Regions from separate parts of the Sus scrofa genome. Here all the other regions are linked to region 2. A link is a contact called in public Hi-C and promoter capture Hi-C data. All regions are on one chromosome and are shown on one strand. Each heading gives the region's core, a stretch centred on a gene start, on an enhancer-like site or on the middle of the called end of the contact. The rest is flanking DNA. Distances are from core to core; before and after follow the strand shown. Region 1 holds the start of RTN3 (reticulon-3). Region 2 holds the start of NAA40 (N-alpha-acetyltransferase 40). Region 3 holds the start of C2H11orf95.

Evidence for each region. Promoter capture Hi-C pulls out the DNA fragments that hold promoters and counts their contacts. A called contact is a pair of places that touch in the nucleus more often than the background predicts.
Region 1: a promoter capture Hi-C map of fetal liver shows a contact between it and region 2, with 3 times the contacts expected there. The contact joins the promoter of RTN3 here to the promoter of NAA40 in region 2. A contact is called at or near these places in 1 of 5 promoter capture datasets (fetal liver), 2 of 47 Hi-C or Micro-C datasets (omental adipose tissue and skeletal muscle) and 2 of 2 datasets of contacts at active chromatin or transcription factors (alveolar macrophages and skeletal muscle).
Region 3: a Hi-C map of fetal skeletal muscle shows a contact between it and region 2, with 2.5 times the contacts expected there. The contact joins the promoter of C2H11orf95 here to the promoter of NAA40 in region 2. A contact is called at or near these places in 3 of 5 promoter capture datasets (fetal skeletal muscle, liver and skeletal muscle), 14 of 47 Hi-C or Micro-C datasets (alveolar macrophages, brain, embryonic fibroblasts and 9 more) and 2 of 2 datasets of contacts at active chromatin or transcription factors (alveolar macrophages and skeletal muscle).

What each region holds. Positions count from the first base shown.
Region 1 is chr2:8,353,186-8,356,862 of Sscrofa11.1, forward strand. It overlaps RTN3 (reticulon-3), which reads right to left and starts at 1,735. Exons shown (of 11, transcript XM_021082903.1): 1 at 1,402-1,735. The coding sequence starts at 1,543.
Region 2 is chr2:8,128,798-8,132,196 of Sscrofa11.1, forward strand. NAA40 (N-alpha-acetyltransferase 40) reads right to left here and starts at 1,278. Exons shown (of 8, transcript XM_021082889.1): 1 at 1,000-1,278. The coding sequence starts at 1,005.
Region 3 is chr2:8,280,048-8,283,814 of Sscrofa11.1, forward strand. It overlaps C2H11orf95, which reads left to right and starts at 1,993. Exons shown (of 6, transcript XM_003122601.4): 1 at 1,993-2,200; 2 at 2,203-2,217. The coding sequence starts at 2,080.

The sequences.
Region 1 (3,677 bases), core at 485-2,984, 220 kb after region 2:
ACAGCTAATCTTGACATTACAGAAGCTTCCTCTGATAGGGTTCTACTGAAACGGCCATAAGCACACTGGAAAATCCAAATGGGTACCAAAGCTCTTATGTGGAAATCCACTGTTGAAAATTCACATAGAGAATATTTTTAAAACTCAGATCAATTCTGTCCTTTAGAACAATCAACCCAAGATTCTGCCAAAAGAGACAATGAAGTATTTAGAAACCTCTCCAAATCCTTTAAGGTGACTAAATAAAGAGCAAAATTATCTGTACTCTCCTGAGCTTATGGCCCTTCCTTTAACAAAAGGCTTTTTTTTTTCTTCGAAGACTGAGTTCCTTTAAGAACCACCACCACCTGCTCATGGTGCATTTTTTTTTTTTTTTTTCAGGAAGGCATCTGCACTGCAGATCTCTGCACGAGGGGAGCTTGCCAGCCAGCTCCCACCAGCAGGCAGACGCGTATACAATGGAAACTAAAAGCGGCCTGCAGCTTCCCTCCTAGTCTTTCACAGTGATGGGAGGAGAAGGGGGTTCAACCAGACCCTGCTTTGTCTGAATCTTCTCTCCCTCCCCTCTTTCTGCGGTAACCCCCCCCTTTTGTTATATTTCGATCATTAACAGCCAACGGAAAGCATGAAGTTAAAACAGGTTGATAGCTTGAAATGACTCTATTCCCGTCTAGAATATAAGAAGCTAATTACATGTCCCCACCCCCACGCCGCGCCAGTGAAGAGCAGGCTGTGTTGCAGATGCAGCCACGGATCCATCTTGGACCATCAGCGGCTCCCTCCCAAATCTTCCCTGAGATATTCTCATCACGCCTCCCTCTACCCCGCAGCCTCAGAAAAATCAGGCATTTAGAGTCTGGCCGCAAAAAATCTAAGGAAGATGAAAACAGTATAGAAAACACTGTAGCGTGTTTCCATGAAACTTCCTCATCCTCCCCACGGGCAACCAAAAAAAAAACATTTTTTTTGGAAGACTACCATGCATGTCTGATTATGTCAACACCTGCCTGCGTGCCTGCAATGCAACCCTTTCACCGCCATCCCCTCGAAATCGTTAACGAATCATCTCTTCGACCACCAACCTGCCCCAATCCTCTCAATCTCGCTAATGCTCCACTAAATCACCCCGGTTCAGTGGACGGCTCGCCCGCACTAATGTCCTTCCCCACCTGCACCGTCTTGGCGTTAACGCCCACTCTCTAGAACATCCCCTCCCCCAACCTGTTTTCCTCACACGCCGTTATTTCCTCACCACCAGCACCACCTTACACGCCCTCCCCTTAGCCCATTTTCCAGACGCTCGTTCCTGGGGGCTAAGGCCCCCGTAGGCAAGGGTGACTCGCCGGCCTCACCCCCCAGGACCCCCCCCCAAGCTTAAGGTCCCCCCACGGCGCGCCTCACCCGCACAGGAGGAGCCGCAGCTCTTCGCCCCCAGGGCGGGGCAGGCTCCCGGGCTCCCACCGCCGCCACCGGGCGCAGAGGACTCGGCCCCGGAGGACGACGAGACGGACGGGGACTGAGTGGCCGCCGACAGCTCCGCCATGGCTGCGCGAGCAAGGGAGGGAGAGGGGTGAAGAGAGCTGTGGGACGGGAGAGAGGAGGGGAAAGAGAATAATCGAGTCCGGCAGCTAGCTCTCCGAAGTCGCTTCGCCCCTCCTGCTCCGAGGACAGACTCCGACAGACTGACTGACTAAGCCCAGCGCCGCGAGAGGGCGGGAGCGCGAGCGCGCAGGCGCACAAAGGACCCTCGGGCGGGCGGCGGTCGCCTTGAGGCACCCAGCGACGCAAGGCGCAGGCGCAAGAACAGTTCCCCCCCCCCCCGCCCTGTCCCCTCCGCTAAGCTCCTGCTGAGAAGGAGGGGCAAAACCCGCCCGGCGCGGCGTTGAGGCCGGAGGCCGGGGTGGGCCGCGCCCCTCAGGGACCGGGCGCAAGGGGCGTGGCCAAGCAACAAGCCCCGCCCACCACTGCGGGCAAAGTGGGAGGGGGGCCTGCGGTTTAGAGCTTCGCGGCTTTTTATGTGAATGCGTTGAGTAAACTGATTACGTGTTTTAACGGTAGAAATTTATTTTTGCTTCCATTAGTGGAGAATATTTTTCCTGCAAATTCTAGAGCCCAAGTCTTTTGTCTGATGCTTCCCCACCCCCACCCCCGTGACTCTAATAAAGTGAAAACCACAGTGAGGGCCCATTCTGCAAGGTGCTTTCTGAATTTTTCTGGATGTGTCATAATACCTCATCACCATGAGGCAGCCATGACACGATCTCCCATTTGGCAGTTGGAGAAAGACGCTGCACAGAATGAAAAACTATTACTCATTCCAGTCACATTGCATTGCAGCTGCAGAACCTGCTTCAAATTCTTATCGCCTTAAAAAGAGGGGTCCACCTTGGGTCCTAAGGTTGTCCGTTTCTCTTAATAGACTAACAGGTAGAGAAGACATGTTCTGATTGAAAAAGAGCTGAGCTAATGAGAAAAAAAGAGCCAGGAGATAACATCCCGGCTCTGGTTATGGGGGATGGTAAAATGAAAAATGACGTAGTAAAAATTGAGAACGTGGCCCAAAAGACACATAATTCAATTTTATTCGTAGCCTAAAAGGCGTCCTTAACAGAAACTGTATTTGAAAGCGGATATCTAGCTTATGCTGGATTTTGTTCATTTTTTGGCTTCTCTTCCATTGGCTTGCAAAAGTCTCCATATACCTGGTCAAACGATTTGAAATGTGCACTATTCTTTTAAAAGGGGGAAAGTAGACTGGAAGTAATAAAAAGCAAGGCTATAGGCCTTGTTATTGCTAAGGCAGCAATCGATGACCTGATTCGGCAATTGCAGGATCAGCAGATCCTGTAAAGATGCAACCTCATGAAGGCGGAGGTAGTCAGCCAAGCAGTCTCACAGAGGAAAAGGGATCTGACCAGTGGAAATCTTCTAGAACAGGCAGTGGACTACATCTGCCCTTGACAGGTTTTAAGGTCAGGTAAAGCCCAGACAGGAAAAAAAACTCCTGGCTTTTGAAACACTCTAAAAAAGGCACAGAAGAATATTTCCCAAAATAACTTCATGGCAAATATCTTACTCTGGCACTTACAGCATCAGTTGATAATGCAGCATTCTGTCCTCTAGATGACAAAGAGAAATACAAGCCAATCTGATAACCAAGCCAGTTATTTACCCATTCTGATAAATGCATACATTTAAAAAATTTACATTATTAAGGACTGGATAAGGAAATGAATGATGCTCATCCCTACCCCAACAGCAATTGCTAGGATCTGCAGATCCTGGCTAGAAAGGAAGTCTGTTTCCATATCTAGACACAGAGAAAAGAGGATAAAAGTCAAGACATGGATGTGGTCTTGGTGGTCTCTTCAGATCTTCAGACCCTTCAGATTTTTTACATAAAAGGTCTTTGTGCTAGGTCCAGTTCCTGAAGCTGCCTTTCCTTCCTGCTCCTTTTTGCTGTACCAGTCAATTTCCCTGAGACTGACTCTTGCTTGGAATGTTATTTGTATACATGTTTGTTCCACAAATGTTTGCTGGTCACCTGCTGTGTGTATGACACTACTCTGTTGGGGCTTGGAACATATATAAAGTTAAAAAAAATACAGACTAAATAGCAACCAAAAATAACCAACAACACAAAACTATATGCTATGATTAGATGACGAGTGAATTGT
Region 2 (3,399 bases), core at 28-2,527:
TGGAGGTCTCTCTGGCTCCAAAGTCAGGGCTTCCTAAAGGTGGTGGAAATTGGATGGAAAAAACTAAGATACAGGGTATTGGGGAGAGCCAGTTACAGTCTTAGCAGAGTGATGCTGCTCTAACTGAGATTTAGGAAGATGAATTCACAGAAAAATGAGAATAAGTTCCTCCCAACTCTCTTCCAGCACATGCCAGGGGAGGCCATAAAATGTACCTCCAGGCGGCCTCCTGCAAAACAGGAGGTCACTATCCATCCGTGGCTGGGCCCATGACCGGTGACCCTCCACTGGCCCCGGGCTCACCTTCTGTACAGCCACCCGCAATAAGAAGACAACTAACAACCCAAGTAATAAGACCCACGTCAGTGCATCTGGGAGCCTTGAAAGCAGGCCTCTGTCGAAAAGGAAGAGAATGTTTTCGGAGCGGGAAGAACCTGGTGGAGACATTTCAAAAGAAACCGGGGAAACTAGCTTCGCTGGGAATCCCAGTAGTGGGAAGCGCAGCGGCCAGGGATTCGGGAGGCCTGAGTCGGGGTCTGGCTCCCAGTCACCCCCTGTGTGACCTTGGCTGGGTGCCCTGCTTCCCTCCAAGCCAGTGTAGGCCTAGAATGTGGGAAGCCGCGAGGCCGGTGCAGCCGGGTGATGGGTGACCCCTGGGGGCGGGGGGGGGGGAATAACCCAGGGACTGTGCGGGGGTCTGGGGGAGGCCAAGAAGATAACACATCCTGGAGGAAGTGAGAGGTGGGCGCGACGCGAGGGGCAGGGGGCACCGAGGGGGTGGGGCCCGGAGAAGGGGGCTCCCCAGCAGATTCCCGGGCTGGGCTGAGCGTGGGGACACTCAGTCTGGGGAGGTCGGGTCATGTGGGGGTTGGGGGTCACGTGAGGCCGGAGGGGGTCGGCGTCACGTGAGAGGGGGTTCAAGGAACAAAGGGGGCGCAGGGGGCGAGAGAAGCGGGGAGCCCGTCTAGCCTTCGCGCCTCCTGTCCCTGCCTCACTCACCCCCATGGCGGCAACGGCGGCGGTGGCCCTCAGTTCCTCCTTCCCACACTTGCCGGCAGGGAGGCGGCAACGGCGGCGGCGGCGGCAAAACCTGAGCGGCGGCGGGCCCCGCACCACGCATGCGCTTCGCGGGCTCCCCGCGCGCCCCGGCGGGCACCGCGCCGGCGCAGAGCCGGGGGAGGGGACGAGCCGGGGGAAGGCGCGCAGGTGGAGAGCCGGGGAGGCGGGCAGAGGGTCTCGCACCCGATAGAGGCAGAAGGCGCAGAGCGGCGTCGCTCTGGGGATGACGTAGACAGGGCCCGCCCACCCCTCGCCAGGCTGTGAGTGTAGCTATGGCAACGTCCCGGGAGAAGCGCGCCCCTGGACAGCTGGCTGGGTGGCAGCGCGGTTCCCGAGCTTCGCTCCCTCTCTGCTGCGGGCCAGGGTCTGCCGACGAACAGCCACCTTTCCCAGCCTACCGAACGCATGGAGACCTCTGAAATACCAGCCCCTCCTACAACTCTCGGGCAAAGAGCAAGTCTTTGGGGAAAAAGTCTTTGCCACCTTTTGGTCTTTTATCTAGGTTCCCAGGCTAGGGGTCCAATTGGAGCTCAGCTGCCGGCCTATGCCACAGCCACAGCAACGCGGGATCCGAGCCGCATCTGCGACCTACACCACAGCTCACGGCAACGCCGGATCCTTAACCCACTGAGCGAGGCCAGGGATGTAGCCCTTGTCTTCATGGATACTAGTCAGGTTCCTTAACCACTAGATCTTAAACTCTTGAAATTCCTTTTCTAACCAGAGTCATTCATCCATCTTCTAACTATTCATTCGCTCTCTCAGTAAACATTGACTAGCAACTACGCCTACGCTGTGCAGAGCCCAGGGGGCATAGAAAGGCGCAAGATACTCTCGCAGTCCAAAATTACTGTTTAGAAGGAAGACAGACACGACTGTTTAATGGAGAGTGGAAGGTGCTGTGAAAATGAGACATAAGGCGCCCTGGACCATATTAATTTCAGTCTATCCCAACAGACCAGTGTGCCCCCCACTTGACCTGCCTCAGAATCGCTTGAGCCTGTGTGCTGTGCACACCCCCGGGGGCCTCCCCTAGAATCTTCAGGGGTGGAGCCAGAGTCTTCCCTTCTAAGAGTTCCCCAGGTAGGGACGTACTCATGACAGTCAGAGAACTGCTGCCCAAGACAAGCTTCATAGGCTTTGTCAGGTTTTGCCCCTCATCCCATCTTCAGTGCTCAGCGCAGTGGTGGCCCCCAAAGAACCAGGCAAGCAACACCTGTTGAGTGTCTACCATATGCTACACACACTGTTGCAGAAATCAATGCAAATAAAAAAGAGAAAAGGCACTGTCCTCATAGAACTTGTATTCTGGAAGGAAAAGACAGATAATGAACTGAATGAACAGGTAAAATACATACAGATGATATAGGGTCTACAGAGGAAAACAAAGCAGAGAAGCCACATGGGGAAAGCTGGGTTTCTCGTTTTAACTAAGATGTTCAGGGAAGGCAAACATGAGGTGACATCTGAATCAAGATCTGCTGGAAATGAGGGAGAAAGCCACAAGGCTACCCCGGGGGAAAGGCATTCTAGACTGAGGGTACAGCTAATGTGAAACTCCCCAGTAGGAGCACAACTGGAATGCTGGAGGAACTAGTACGACGTGGCTGGAGCACAGTGGGGCCAGCGGGAGAATAGTGGGAAGTGAAATCAGACAAGTAAGGAAGGATCATTTAGGGCTTTGTAGGTTTTTGTTTGTTTGTTGAGGGCCAAACCTGTGGCATATGGAGGTTCCCAGGCTAGGGATTGAATCAGAGCTGTAGCTGCCAGCCCACACCACAGCCACAGCAATGCGGGATCTGAGCCACATCTGCAACCTACCCTGCAGGTCACAGCAACACCAGATCCTTAACCCAGTGAGTGGGGCCAGGGGTCAAACCCGCATCGTTATGGATACTAGTCGTGTTCATTACCACTGAGCCACAACAGGAACTCCTAGGGCTTGTAGGTTTTAAAAGATTTAGCCAGGACTAGAGTGAGCTGAGATGCCATTTGGAGACTTGAAGGAGTAGTTGGACTAGCTTATGTGCCCATAGGACCGCCTGGCTGCTGGGTTGAGAAGAGAGTGTAGGGGCAAGATCAAAGGAAGGACAGTGCAGAGGCCACTGCTAAAATCCAGGCCAGAGTGATGGAGCTTGCACCAGCTGGGTGGCAGTGGAGGTGGGAGAAGGATTCAGGATGTGGTTGCATGTTGAAGGTAGAGCCAATGGAACGGGCTGGACTGGATGTGGGCTGTGAGGGAAAGGGAAGGGTCAATATATCGTCAAGGTTTTTAGTTTGTGCTGCTTCTGGAAAAAACGGAGTGGCTTCAATGGAAACTTGGACAACTCTGGAAGGAGC
Region 3 (3,767 bases), core at 743-3,242, 150 kb after region 2:
CCGTGAGCTGTGGTGTAGGTTGCAGACGCGGCTCGGATCCTGCGTTGCTGTGGCTCTGGCATAGGCTGGTGGCTACAGCTCTGATTTGACCCCTAGCCTGGGAACCTCCATATGCCGAGGGAGTGGCCCTAGAAATGGCAAAAAAACAAAAAGTGTCTCACCGTAGCCAACCCTGAACACGAGTTATCTTTGTAATTTTTGAAAAACCATACTTAGGAACGTGTGAAGGTCAGGTCTGCGTCTTACTTTCCCTTTGTGTCCCTGGCCTGGCATAGGTGAGGTACATGTCAAGGAAGGAATGCCCCATTTCACTGCCCCATCAGCTCCAGGGCCCCTGCCCCAAGTGGGTAAAGAAGCGCAGCTTTTTCTGGAGAAAAAGGCCAGCGGTGGAGAGAGCAGGGCTGTAGGATGGAGTCCCTGTCGACCCAAGGTGACATCTTTCACAGGTCATCATGGGGACTGAGGAAGAGATGGGACACTTCCAATGGTGCTAGACACCTTTTAGGCATTTTAGACATTTTAGTTCCTGGCCCCTCTTCACACTTAGGACACAGGCTTCCTGTCTTCCAATTAATTTACTATTTCCATTGGCTCCCGAAGGGATGGAATTGTTTCTTTTTTATAAGTCTTGGGTGCTAAGTCAGGAACAGTATCAGACTTTCTTGTTCACTGCTGTCTGCCCAGCGCCTAGGAGCATGCTGGCACACAGTAGGTGTGGAATAAGCAAAGGAATGAGTCCAGGGTGACTTTAACGGATTGCTGGGCACCTCCCCAAGGAAGAGAATAAAACCCACCTCTAGATAATAAGACCCTGCATGGCCTCCTGCACCCTGTAATTTGGATCTCTAGGAATCGCCTTTGTTGTGGGCGACCAACCACAGGCAAAGAAAGCACCTGCTCCTCCAGCTGGTCCCCGCGGAAGGACCCCAGGCTGCCGCACTCCTGGCTGCTCCTCTAATCCCTCCTCTCAGCTTTCGGGGACCTGAGGGGCTCCAAGGCTTCCGGGGGCTCGCACCCAGGGTCCGCCCCAGATCTTCCCAGCTGTGGTGGCACGCGTCCCCAAGTGTCCGACACCACGCCCGGGGCCAGCGTTCTTCGCCTCCTCATGCAGAGGGTCTAAGGCCCCGTCTAGGGCTTCGTCTGGCAGCCCCGGCCTGCGAGGACTGGAGCCTGAGTCACCGCGGCACACGCCCTCTGCTCCCGGCTTCCATCCTGGGGCCACCTCCTCCCGGCAGCGTCGGGCCGCGGCGAAGCCAGCTCTCGCCGGGTCTACTGCGCGCCCCCTCTCCCCGGCCTGAGTCTCTGCGGCCGCGGTCCCCGCCCCAGCTAGCTCCGGGGGAGCTTCGCCCGTCCCCCCTCCAATGCAGAAGACCGAAATCCCAGCGCTCGCGGGCGGCTCCCGCGGGAGGGGGCGCGGCCGCCCCCGCGGCTCCACCCTTTCGGCGGGGCAGCAGCCATCAGGGGCCCCTGCCAGTCGTGTCCGCTCTGGGGCCCGCGCCGAGCTTGCGCGGGAGGAGGCAGCCCCTTGCAGGGACCCGGGCCTCCCCACCCGGCGACCTTCCAGCCAGCGCCTGTGCGGGGAGCTGGGCGCGGAGATGCCCCGAGGGGGCAGTGGCTGCGAGCCGAACCGGGGTGGAAGCGCGTCGCAGCAGACGAAGCGCCCCTGGCCACCTCGGTGACCCTTCAGAAGCCGGGACCTGAGCCCGGGAGGCGGCGGCGCGGGTCCGCGAGGTCCGTGATTCTAACGTCCGCGGCGGGCACCGGCTGCTGAGCCTTGGTCTGGCTCGTCGCCTCCCGCCTCTCCCCCCAGCCCCCCTAGAGCTGGCAGGAGGAAATAGCGCGCGGCCCCTTTAAATTTACCCAGGAGCCCTTAAAGGAGCCCCAGGGGCCCCAGACAGGAATCCCCACCCCGGTCCAGCCCGCGCCGCCGAGCTAGCAGCCAGCCGTCCGTGCGGCCGGCCGCCCCGTGCATGCGCCCCGCGCCCCGGGGCCCCGCGCACCGAGCGCCGCGTGCGGGCCGCCGTCGGCCCCGCGGCCCCACGCCCCGCCGCCCCGGGGCCCCGCTCTGCAGCGCAGCGCATGGAGCCCAGCGGGGACCACCGGAGCCGGAGCGGCGGCGGCAGGGGCGGCCCCGGGCCAGCAGCGGCCTCGGCACGGGGCCGACGGCTGCCGCCCTCTGGATCAAGCGGCGGCGCGGAGCCGAGGAGGACGACGGCGGTAAGAGCTGGCTGGGGCCGGCAGCTCGGGTGGGGGCCCCGGCATGGGGGAAGGGAGGGCTGCGGCTCCGGGCTCCGGGCCCCTCTCCGCCGCCGAACAAAGGGGGGGACGCGGGCAGGGCGGCCGGGGGCGCCACCTGGCGGGCGCGGATCGCGGCTGCGGGGCCAGTCGGGGAGCCCCCCGCCCTGCTCCCGGGGTTGGCCCGCGGGGCTCGGGCGGATCCCCTCCCCCTTAAAGGGCCCCGAGGCCCCCGCCTTGGAGGCCAAGCTGGGGGGCCCCGAAGGGCCCGGCCAGGCGCCACGGGGCACGCGCTCTAGGCTGTTGGCTCGCGGCCCCCGCCCCTTTCTCTTTCAGACTCCCAGGTGGTCTCCCTTATCCGGCTGTCTCTTAAAAGTCTGCTCAGACATTGGGTCTCTTTCCGGGCTTCCCCTCAGAAGAACTGAGCTGGGGACTCCGCTGCTTTAAGTTGGGCTGTCTTCTCTTCTGTGGCCTTGCCTAGAGAAAGGAACCCTTTTCCCCCCGCTGCGTTCTCTCTGGGAAAGAGCATGGCTTGCGCCTCTTGGGGACCTACCGGTACCTTCCCAACGGCGGGCAGTTTTTGAAGGGATGGGCTCGCCCACAAAGGCATACACCCCTCCTGTCCGCGCGTTATCCCCTCCCTTCTTTTCAGAACATTTGCCACAATTTGTCAGCTATAGCGGGACCAGCCGGTCCTCTTCATTGCTCTCAGAGGAGACTGTTTCTTCATCCCTCTGCTTCAGGGTCAACGCCTTAAGACCCCCGAAGCTTCTGTCCAGCTTGGGAGATTCTGTCCTAATCCCCGAGCTCCCCTCCCAGAAACTCCCCATCCCCTTTTGTTTTTAAGGAATCCCAGCTCCTCCCCTTTTTTCGGCTCTTAAAGGGCCAGTCCATCTTAGACTAACATATCCAGCGCTGGAAGGATGCTCAGAGACCAGCTAGCTATCCTGTGCCTTTGCAGACAAAGACGCTTAGGCCCAGAGAGCGGACATGACCTATCAAAGGTCACAGAGCAAGTTACCAGTGAAGCCAGGAGTCGAACCAGGTTTCTAACCCTGAAAGGAGTGCTTTCTTTTTCTTTGGATCTCCCTAGATCCAAAACCAAACAAAACCACAGTGATGACAGGGGCCCTCTCTGATCCTGCCTTTTGTTTCCTAGACCGTGAGATTCTCCACTGGGAGAATGACCACACCTGTCCATTCGGCATATGTGGTCAGGAGGCCCTTTTTTTAATAAAATAGGGTCCAAACTGTAGGGAGGGTGGGGATTGCTCAGCCTGTTTGGCGAAAGGGAATACCCCTGGGCTGGTGGCTTCTCCACTGCCTGCCCTCTGATTGCTGGGCAGTGGCCGGCTCCCTGCCAGAGCAAAAAATAAATCCCCAGAAAGACTTAATGGACTCCACTGGGTGGTGGCCACTCCCAGCCGCAGAATCTTCAGTGGCCACTCTGGTGGCCCTTCTGCCATCCCTTTTCAGTCATCAGCTCTCCGAGACTCTAGGACAGTCAGGGTCCTAAAAACTCCTTTCCATGG